Linked DNA regions of Pan troglodytes: region 1 is linked to region 2. Evidence: chromatin contacts called from public Hi-C data. All regions are on one chromosome and are shown on one strand. The core of a region is the stretch at or near the end of the contact, and the rest is flanking DNA. Distances in the headings are between cores, read along the strand shown. Region 1 holds the start of MAFF (MAF bZIP transcription factor F). Region 2 holds the start of BAIAP2L2 (BAR/IMD domain containing adaptor protein 2 like 2).

Region 1 (4,019 bases), core at 98-2,597, 91 kb before region 2:
CTCCCTGCCCCGCACCCTTGCAGTCAAGGTTTTCTGGCCCTTCCTGTTCTCATGGGACTGAGGGGATGGACAACCCTGGGGACGAACGAGAGTCCCTTGGTTCTTCCCTCCCCAGGAAGCCCCAAAATCTGGGGACAAGAACCTGGGCTCCAACTCACTTTGTTACCAGATCCACCGGGGTGCCAAGCGGGGGTGGCTCACATCCCTCACTCCTAGCTCAGCTGGGTGGGGTCTTTGATACCTTGCCCCACCCTGTGGCTGCGGGCGCGGGCTCTGGGCCGGAGACAAACACTGGGGTCACGTGGCGGAGGCCCTGGGAAACTCCGGGGAGAGCCGGGGACGGGCAGCCCCGGGTAGTAGGACTGGGGCGGCCCGGGCCAGAATTCCCAGACCCCGTGCGAAGACGCACGGGTCCGCTTCCTTCGCTCGGGTCCTTGTTCCGCGTTTACTCCGGTGGCCGGCCCAGGGCACGCCCTCTCCGAGGTACACACTGCTGGTGTACAGGCCCCAGGGAGCGCGCGCGCGGACACGCACACACAAGCACAACACACGCACACACGCCCCCGAGGTACACAGCGCACGCACGCACCGGGCAGGATACCCAGGCCGCCCGCCAGGGAACACACGCCCGCCCTCGGACGTAAACAAACCGCGCACGCACCGCCCGCGGGCGCCGGGCCAGGGCCTGTTCCCACCGAGTCACGTAGGAGCACAGCGCCCCCGCCCCCGCCGGGCGGACGCGGAGATCGCCGGCCTGCGCTGCCCCTTCCTCCCGGCGCCGCTGCCTACCCGCCCGCGCCCCGGGAAGGGGCCCCGTCTCCACCCCCACTCCCCCGAGCTGGCCTCGGCCCCGTCCTCGGCGTCCCCGGGACGGCCGCTCCCTTCTCCCCGCCCCGAGCCGTCCGGGCGATGGAGCTCCGGGAGCCCCGACGGATCGGGCCCGGGCGCCCACCCCAGGCGCATCCCGGGACGCAGAAACCCTGCCGCCTTGGGGTCCCGCGCACCGTCCTCCTGGCCCCGCGTTCCTCACCCGCTTCTGGGCCCGCTTGGTCCGGCGCGCTCACACACGCGCGTCTCGCCGCTGTCCCGGCCGCTGTCCCGATCCGCGCTCCGGTCAGTCTCCCCTCCGCTCTGAGCCGCAGGTCGCTCTGAACCGGGCGCCCGGGAGCGCTGCGCTGAGTTTTGTTGTGGGGCGGGCGGCGCAGGGGGCCGAGGCCGCGCGGAGTTGTAAGGCGAGCTTCCCGGAATTACTCACTCACAGGATTCCTTTCATTCATAAAAACCCAGTCATGCGGTGACGTCACCGACCCGGCCGCCCTCCGGCCAGGAGCGGCCGCTTGGTCCCTCGGCCCCGCCCCCGTATGACCCCGCCCCCTGGAAGCCCCGCCCCCGGGGCTGCCGCGATTCTCTGCCTGGTTCCAGGGCTCGCTGGGTGCGTTCACGTGACACCTCGCGAGAGCCCCGTGGGTGTAGGTGTCATTGGCTCATTTTACAGGTAGTGGTCCTGGCCCTCTTCTTTCGACCTAGACCTTCTGCCTTAATGATCTCATCCAGTCCCGTGGCTTTAAATGACATTTATATGGCTATGAGCCCCAGGTTTGTATTTCCGGAGCGAACAGCTTCTCTGAGTTCCAGACTCATAGCCAGCTGCCCACTCTGCGCATCCAGTGGGTGTCAGATGGGCACTGCAGAGGACTCGGCCCAAAAACCCGCTCCTGATCGTCAGCCCTACCTCTGCTCCCTTGCCACCCCATCTCAGCTGCTCAAGCCAAAACCTTGGAGCCTGGCTCCATCCCTCCCTCTCCCTTCCTCCCCACCTCAGGACTCAAGCTAGCGGTGTCTCCAGGTCTCCTGCACAGGACCATTTCTCACCACCTCCAGTCATGGCACCTGGTCTCGGCATCATCAGCTTACCCGGACAATGGCAGCAGCCTCCGGATAGATAGGCTCCCTACTTTGCCTCCAAAGTCTTTCTTTCTATACCAGCCAATGTTCTTCTCAAAACAAAGCTCAGGTTGTTTACACACCTTCTTTGGCCACTCTCTCCTCATCCACTGCTCTTCGGCCACAGTGCCCTTCTTTCTGTCCCCCAAACATACCAAGCTCATTCCTGCGACAGGCCCTTGGCACTGGCTGTCTGGTCTTCTGTTCACTTGCCTGACTCTTTCTCATCTTTCACGTCAGCCCAGATGTCACTGCCTCAGAGAGACATTTCCTGACCACCCTGGTTAAAGCAGTCTTCACCTTGAATTTTTTTTTTTTTTTTTCGAGATAGGGTCTCACTCTGTCACCCAGGCTGGAGTGCAGTGGCACAATCTCGGCTCACTGCAACCTCCTTCTCCTGGACTCCAGCCATTCTCCCACCTTAGCCTCCCAAGTAGCTGGGACCATAAGCACACACCACCAATGCTAGGTTCATTTTTTGTTTTTTTGTTTTTTTTGTTTTTGTTTTTTTTTTGTAGAGACAGGGTTTTACCATGTTGCCCAAACTGGTCTCAAACTCCTGGACTCAGGCAATCCACCCATGCTGGCCTCCCAAAGTAATGGGATTACAGGCGCAAGCCACCGCACCCAGCCTTGAAATTTGTTCTTATATTATCTTAATACTTCTGTAGAGTGTTTCATCATTTATGTATGTGAGTGCTGGTTATTGTCTGTCTTCCCCAACCAGAATGTATGTTTTATGAAGGCAGGCCTTGCTTCTTTTTCTTTTTCTTTTTTTTTTTTTTTGAGACAGAGTCTCACTCTGTTGCCCAGGCTGGAGTGCAGTGGCATAATCTTGGCTCACTGCAACCTCCGCCTCCCAGGTTCAAGCAATTCAGCCCCCCAGTAGCTGGACTACAGGTGAGTCACCATGCCCGGCCAGGCTGGTTTTGAACCCCTGACCTCAGGCCACCCACCTCAGCCTCCCAAAGTGTTGGGATTGCAGACATGAGCCACTGCGCCTGGCCAGGCTTATCTTGTTCACCACTGCCCGCCCAGTGCCTGGAGTAGTGCTTGGCACATAGTAGGCCCACAGTAAATACATGTTGAAGGAATACATGACTGGAGGCTCAGAGAGGTGAAGATGACTTTCTAAATTCACTCAGCTAGGAAGTACAAGCACTGGAATTGGGATCCAGGTCTGAATGATTCCTGGCCCAGATGTTTGGGGGTACATCGCAACCAGGGGAGGAGGGCCACATAAACATGAGGGGTGTGCGCCGTGGTGGGAAGCCCCACCCAAAAGAGATGGCTTTGGAGGCCACGTGCGGGGTGGATGTTGCTGTTTATCCCCTGCTTTTCTTTGCTCATGATGTTCCCACTGCCTGAAATTCCATCGCTCCCACAGTCCCTCCTGTGAAGCCGACATCATGGCACTTACTCCACTGTGGAGGGCATAGGACCTCTCCAAATGGGTAGGCCTCTATGTGGCACCCTGATCACCAGTAAGGATCCCCATTTTCCTTTTTTTTTTGAGCCGGAGTCTCGCTGTGTTGCCCCAGGCTGGAGTGCAGTGGCGCGATCTCAGCTCACTGCAAACTCCACCTCCCGGATTCACGCCATTCTCCAGCCTCAGCCTCCCGAGTAGCTGGGACTACAGGCGCCCGCCACCGCGCCCTCCTAATTTTTTTTTTTTTTTTTTGTATTTTTAGTAGAGACGGGGTTTCACCGTGCTGTCGATCTCCTGACCTCGTGATCCACCGGCCTCGGCCTCCCAAAGTGCTGGGATTACACGCGTGAGCCACCGCTCCCGGCCCCCCACTTTCCTTGATGTAGCGAATTCGATTTCAGCGCCCTTGTCTTGCTTTCCTGCCTCTGTGCCTTGGTCCACCAGACACTATAGCTTCTTTCCGTTCCCTCCCACAGGCTGTGGGTTTGGTATGCAAATTGGCCCACTAGTTTCCCAAGTGACCAAATGTTGAGGCAGCTTTGTCTAGCACTCAAAAGGATCTCTAAAAACCAATTGCTCAGTCCTCTCCATGTGCATAGCAGAAAGAGCCACCTAGGTTAACCTTTGGGGTAGGAAAGTTCTCAAT
Region 2 (4,310 bases), core at 450-2,949:
CCACCCTGGTCCTAGCTGGCGTCCCCTGCCCAGCCTGAGCATCCTAGGGTGACCCCCTCCTCCCTGGCCCGAACAGATTGAACCCCCAGCTGGGAACGGACATCATGCTGGATGAGGTCAGTGACACAGTGCTGGTCAACGCCCTCTGGGAGACCGAGGTCTACATCTATGAGCACCGCGAGGAGTTCCAGAAGCTCATCCAGCTGCTGCTCTCACCCTGAGGGTCCCCAGCCTCTCACCGGCCCCAGCTGACCTCGTCCATTCAGCCCCTGCCAGGCCAGGCCCAGCCACTGCCCTCCCGGGCAGATCTGGGCCCAGGCACCTCTGAGTCCATAGACCAGGCCTGGGAGAATGCCAAGCTGCCTGCCCGAGGCTGGTCCTGAAGGCCTGTCTCCCACTAACCCCGCCTTCCAGCACTTTCTGTCATTCCAGGCTGGGAAAGTTTAGAGCCCCCTTTGGCCCCTTTCCCTGACTGTCAAGGACAACTGACTCCCCCATCAGCTCAAACATTAAGGGTACCCGGGCACAACCATACCCCTGCCCCCAGCCCCAGCCTCCCTGAGAGCCTGCAGGGCTGCCTCTGCCCCAGCCCCCAGCAAGGGCACTCCCAGGCTTCCTGGTGGGTGCAGCCCACTCCCTCTGCCCTCTGCTCCGTTCCCTGGGGGCTGGGACTAAAGAAACGGGGTGTCCCCCACCCCATCAGCTGGGAAAGCCCAGGCCGCAGGAGTGGGATGCCCGTTCGACTTTGCCCCTCACACTGGCCCAGCCCCTCACACTGCCCCACCCCGAGAACCCTCAGCTCTCAAAGGTCACTCCTGGGAGTTTCTTCTTCCCAATGGAAGTGGCTTAAGAGCCAAAACTGAAATAAATCATTTGGATTCAAGTTCACCTGTGTTGTGTGTGCAGTGGTGTGAGATCCACCTGTTCCCCTGACCCCCGGCTCCTCTCGGCCTTGACCCTTGGCCTTGACCGGACTTTTCCTTTGTACCCGGACACTCTGTTTTCCAGGATCCCTGGGCAGGGACACCTCCTCTTTCCTCTAGGCCTCCCCTAAACCGGCCCTTAGGGTATGCAGAGGCAGCTGCCAGGCCCACATACCCCCGGCAGGCCCAAGGAGGGCCACAATCCTCAACTTCATCTTGGAGGACCAGGGAGAGCCCCATTTGTCACCCAGAGAGGCCGGGGACTCTGCGTGGACAGGCAGCGCGTGTGCAGGGCCGAGGTCTGCCCAGGTCTGGGCAACTCCAGCGTTTGTGCTGCTCCTGCTCCGGCAAGTGGAGGAGCTGGGCGGGCCAGAGCGGCTGTGGGAGCCAAGCTCAGAGGGCGTGGCCCCACTGTGAGCCGCAGGCCTGAGGACAGTGAGAAGTAAAGCGGCGTTCCCCTCCAGGGGCTGCTGCTGCTGGGTCTGGCAGAGAGAGTCCTGGGGGAGGGCATCGGGCAGCGCCCACCCAGTAAGGTGGGCAATGCCTGGTATAGGCAGGTGGGAGGGCGGGGACCCCCAGGGTTGGGGTCCTTGAGGAGGGGGTGACCCAGGAGGGGGCTCATCCACATGGGCACTTGTATCAGCCCACAGCTCCAAGGGGTGAATAATTGAAGGGCAGGTCACACGAGCCTGCCCGTCACAGGATGCCTTCCCTGCCAGATCTGGTTACGCCCCAGATCACGTTCTGACATCCCGAGTTGGTGAATAATTAAGCTGCCACTCCTCTGAGGCAGGCCTCCATCTCCAGGTCCCTCTCCGCGGCTTCCTCGCTGCCAGCCGAGTCGTGGGCACCTGAGGGACTACCTACCACTGCTCCCGGCTGTGCCATCGCCACCAGCTCCCAGCCTCCTGCTCAGACCCGGGACAGCCCCTCCATGGCCCCCGAGATGGACCAGTTCTACAGGTCCACCATGGCCATCTACAAGGTGAGCACATGGGTGGCCAAGCCAGGCCTGAGCCCCTCCTCCCAGAGCACAGAAATCAGGCCCGCTCTGGAGGACGGAGGGCCAGCCGGGGCTGCAGATGTCCTGGAAAGGGAAGCCTGGAGCCAGGCTGGCCCAGGGGTGGGTACGGGGGTAAGGATCCCCGAGAGCACTCAGCCATACAGCAGGAACCCCCAACTCCCAGATGCTGGACAAGGCAGGAGGGAGCCCAAGGCCCAGGGTGGGGAGAGTTGAGTCTGGATGAGAAGGGCCTGGCTGCCCGGCCTGGGAATAAAGACCCTCTCTCTCCCTCTCTCTCATTTCTGAGCCCCTCAGACTTCCTACTTCACCCCCAGGGGGTTGTTGCAGCCGCCACAGACATTTATTGAGCACCTCCTGTGTGCAGGACCCTTTCACCTGTAAGCCTCACACCACCCACCTGTGAGGTCAAAAATGACCACCCTGTTTGATAGATGAGAAAACTGAGACCAAAGAGGTTAAACAGCTCATTCAAGGTCATGGAGGGAGGAAGAGGTGCTGCTGGGATTTGAACTGAGACCCAAGTCCAAGTCCAAGCCTAAGTCCAGGCCCGTCTTCACCATCCAGGGAGCTCTCTGCCTGGCCCCAGCCTGGGGAGGCCCACACTAATCCAGCCACAGCCTTGCCCATGGGGGGCTGTTCTTGGAGGAGGGCAAGAGCTGCCCTTGCCCCGGGGGTGACTGTTGGCAGCCCCAGGTGTATAGCCCAGCAAGGCCTGGACATAGGGCAGGGCTGAGCCGTGCCCAGTGGGGACCACAGCAGGTGGGCCAGCTTCTGCCCAGCGGGAGGAGGAGAACCTTCCAGGTGCACCATCTCGGGAGGCACCTCGGTCCCGCCAGAGCAGATGTGAGCGGGAGCTGGCTGTGAGGGGACCACAGCTTAGAACAGGACCCCAAAAGATGGGCTCTGAGGTCCCTGCAGCCAAGAGCCAGGATTCTGGGTGAGCCTAGGTTTGTAGATGGGCGCCCCAAAGTCTGGGGCTTCTCACTGGGCTGGGGGTGCCCTGTCCCTGACGCCTGGTGACTTGACTCCATCCATGGTTCCTTCTCGCTCCCCCATCTCTACACCTTTTTCCTCCCCTGGCCCTGGGGTCCAGAGCATCATGGAGCAGTTTAACCCCGCCCTGGAGAACCTGGTGTACCTGGGCAACAACTACCTGCGTGCCTTCCACGGTGAGTGCCTGCCCGGGCCACCGAGCCCCAGCCCTGGGCCTCTGCTGTTCCCACCCACCCAGGCCCCTCCCAGATTCTCTACACCCCACACCTGTTCATCCTCAACCCTACACCCTCCTACCCACCACCCTCACCCTCACACCTCTGCAGCCAGAGAGGCCTTATGCACCCCCACTCTCCTGTGCCCACGCACCCCAGTCCACACCCAGCACCCCTCATTGCCCCCTCCTTCAGGTGCCTCCAGACACTCCCATGATGCAGTACCAGGCCCTGCAGGCCCACACCGCCCCAGGGCAGCCCCTGACAGTGCATACATTTCTAGGTGTCACCTGGATGCCACCAGCTGAACCCACCCCTATATTCAGTCCCACCTCTGCACCCAGGCTCACACAGCAGCTGGCTTCCTCACTCCAACCAGCCACCACCCACACACCCTGCAGCTGGCCTTGACATTCACTCGGTCCCCATGCAAACCCTTGTACCCGTCCGCTGTGGCCGCTCATACCTGCCAATAGCACCCCACTACCCACCAGTGCTGATCAACCCTGAACCTCAGGGCCTCCCATCCCCCTGCTTCTTAGATGCTTTCCACGCCACCTCCCTGCCCCCAGCCCTCACCTTATGCCCCTGCACCTGAGTTTCACAGCTCAACTGGTCACACCCTCCTCAGGGGCACACACAGATGCCCACACCCCACCCAGGACAGACACAGTCCCCTCCAGATGAAAAGAGCCTCCAGAAGGGTGGGGCAGAGGCAGGGCTGGACCGGACCTGTCCCTTCTGGTCCACAGCTCTGTCCGAGGCGGCCGAGGTCTACTTCAGTGCCATCCAGAAGATTGGGGAGCGTGCCCTGCAGAGCCCCACCTCACAGATTCTGGGTGAGGCTCCCCCTCCACAGCAGACCCCATTCTTGGGCCCTCCTTTTGCACCCTTGCCCTTCCAGGATGTCCCGAGTCCCTGACACAGGCCTTTCAGCCCAGGGCCCAGAGCCAGACTCTTGTTCTGGGGCCCAGGCTCCCCGCCACCACTCCCTGCCGGGCTGCTCCCAGGCTGGGACACACATGGCCTGGCTCCCAGAGAACCATATGGGAAGTTCCCGGACTTTGGTCCCAAAATCCAGTCTCGGGCAGGCCCTCTGTTGGCTTTCAGCGGAAGAGGGTGGTGGGTGGGCGGGGCAGGCTGCCACACACCAAA

The links. A called contact is a pair of places that touch in the nucleus more often than the background predicts.
Region 1: a Hi-C map of stem cell-derived neural progenitor cells shows a contact between it and region 2, with 2.3 times the contacts expected there. The contact joins the promoter of MAFF here to the promoter of BAIAP2L2 in region 2. A contact is called at or near these places in 2 of 7 Hi-C or Micro-C datasets (blood and stem cell-derived neural progenitor cells) and 1 of 1 datasets of contacts at active chromatin or transcription factors (stem cell-derived excitatory neurons).

Annotation. Positions count from the first base shown.
Region 1 is chr23:40,208,320-40,212,338 of NHGRI_mPanTro3-v2.0_pri, reverse strand. MAFF (MAF bZIP transcription factor F) reads right to left here and starts at 1,347. Exons shown (of 3, transcript XM_001147709.6): 1 at 1,031-1,347.
Region 2 is chr23:40,117,143-40,121,452 of NHGRI_mPanTro3-v2.0_pri, reverse strand. BAIAP2L2 (BAR/IMD domain containing adaptor protein 2 like 2) reads left to right here and starts at 1,699. Exons shown (of 14, transcript XM_024352930.3): 1 at 1,699-1,908; 2 at 3,041-3,116; 3 at 3,908-3,994. The coding sequence starts at 1,858. PLA2G6 (phospholipase A2 group VI) reads left to right here. Exons shown (of 17, transcript XR_010156020.1): 17 at 77-888.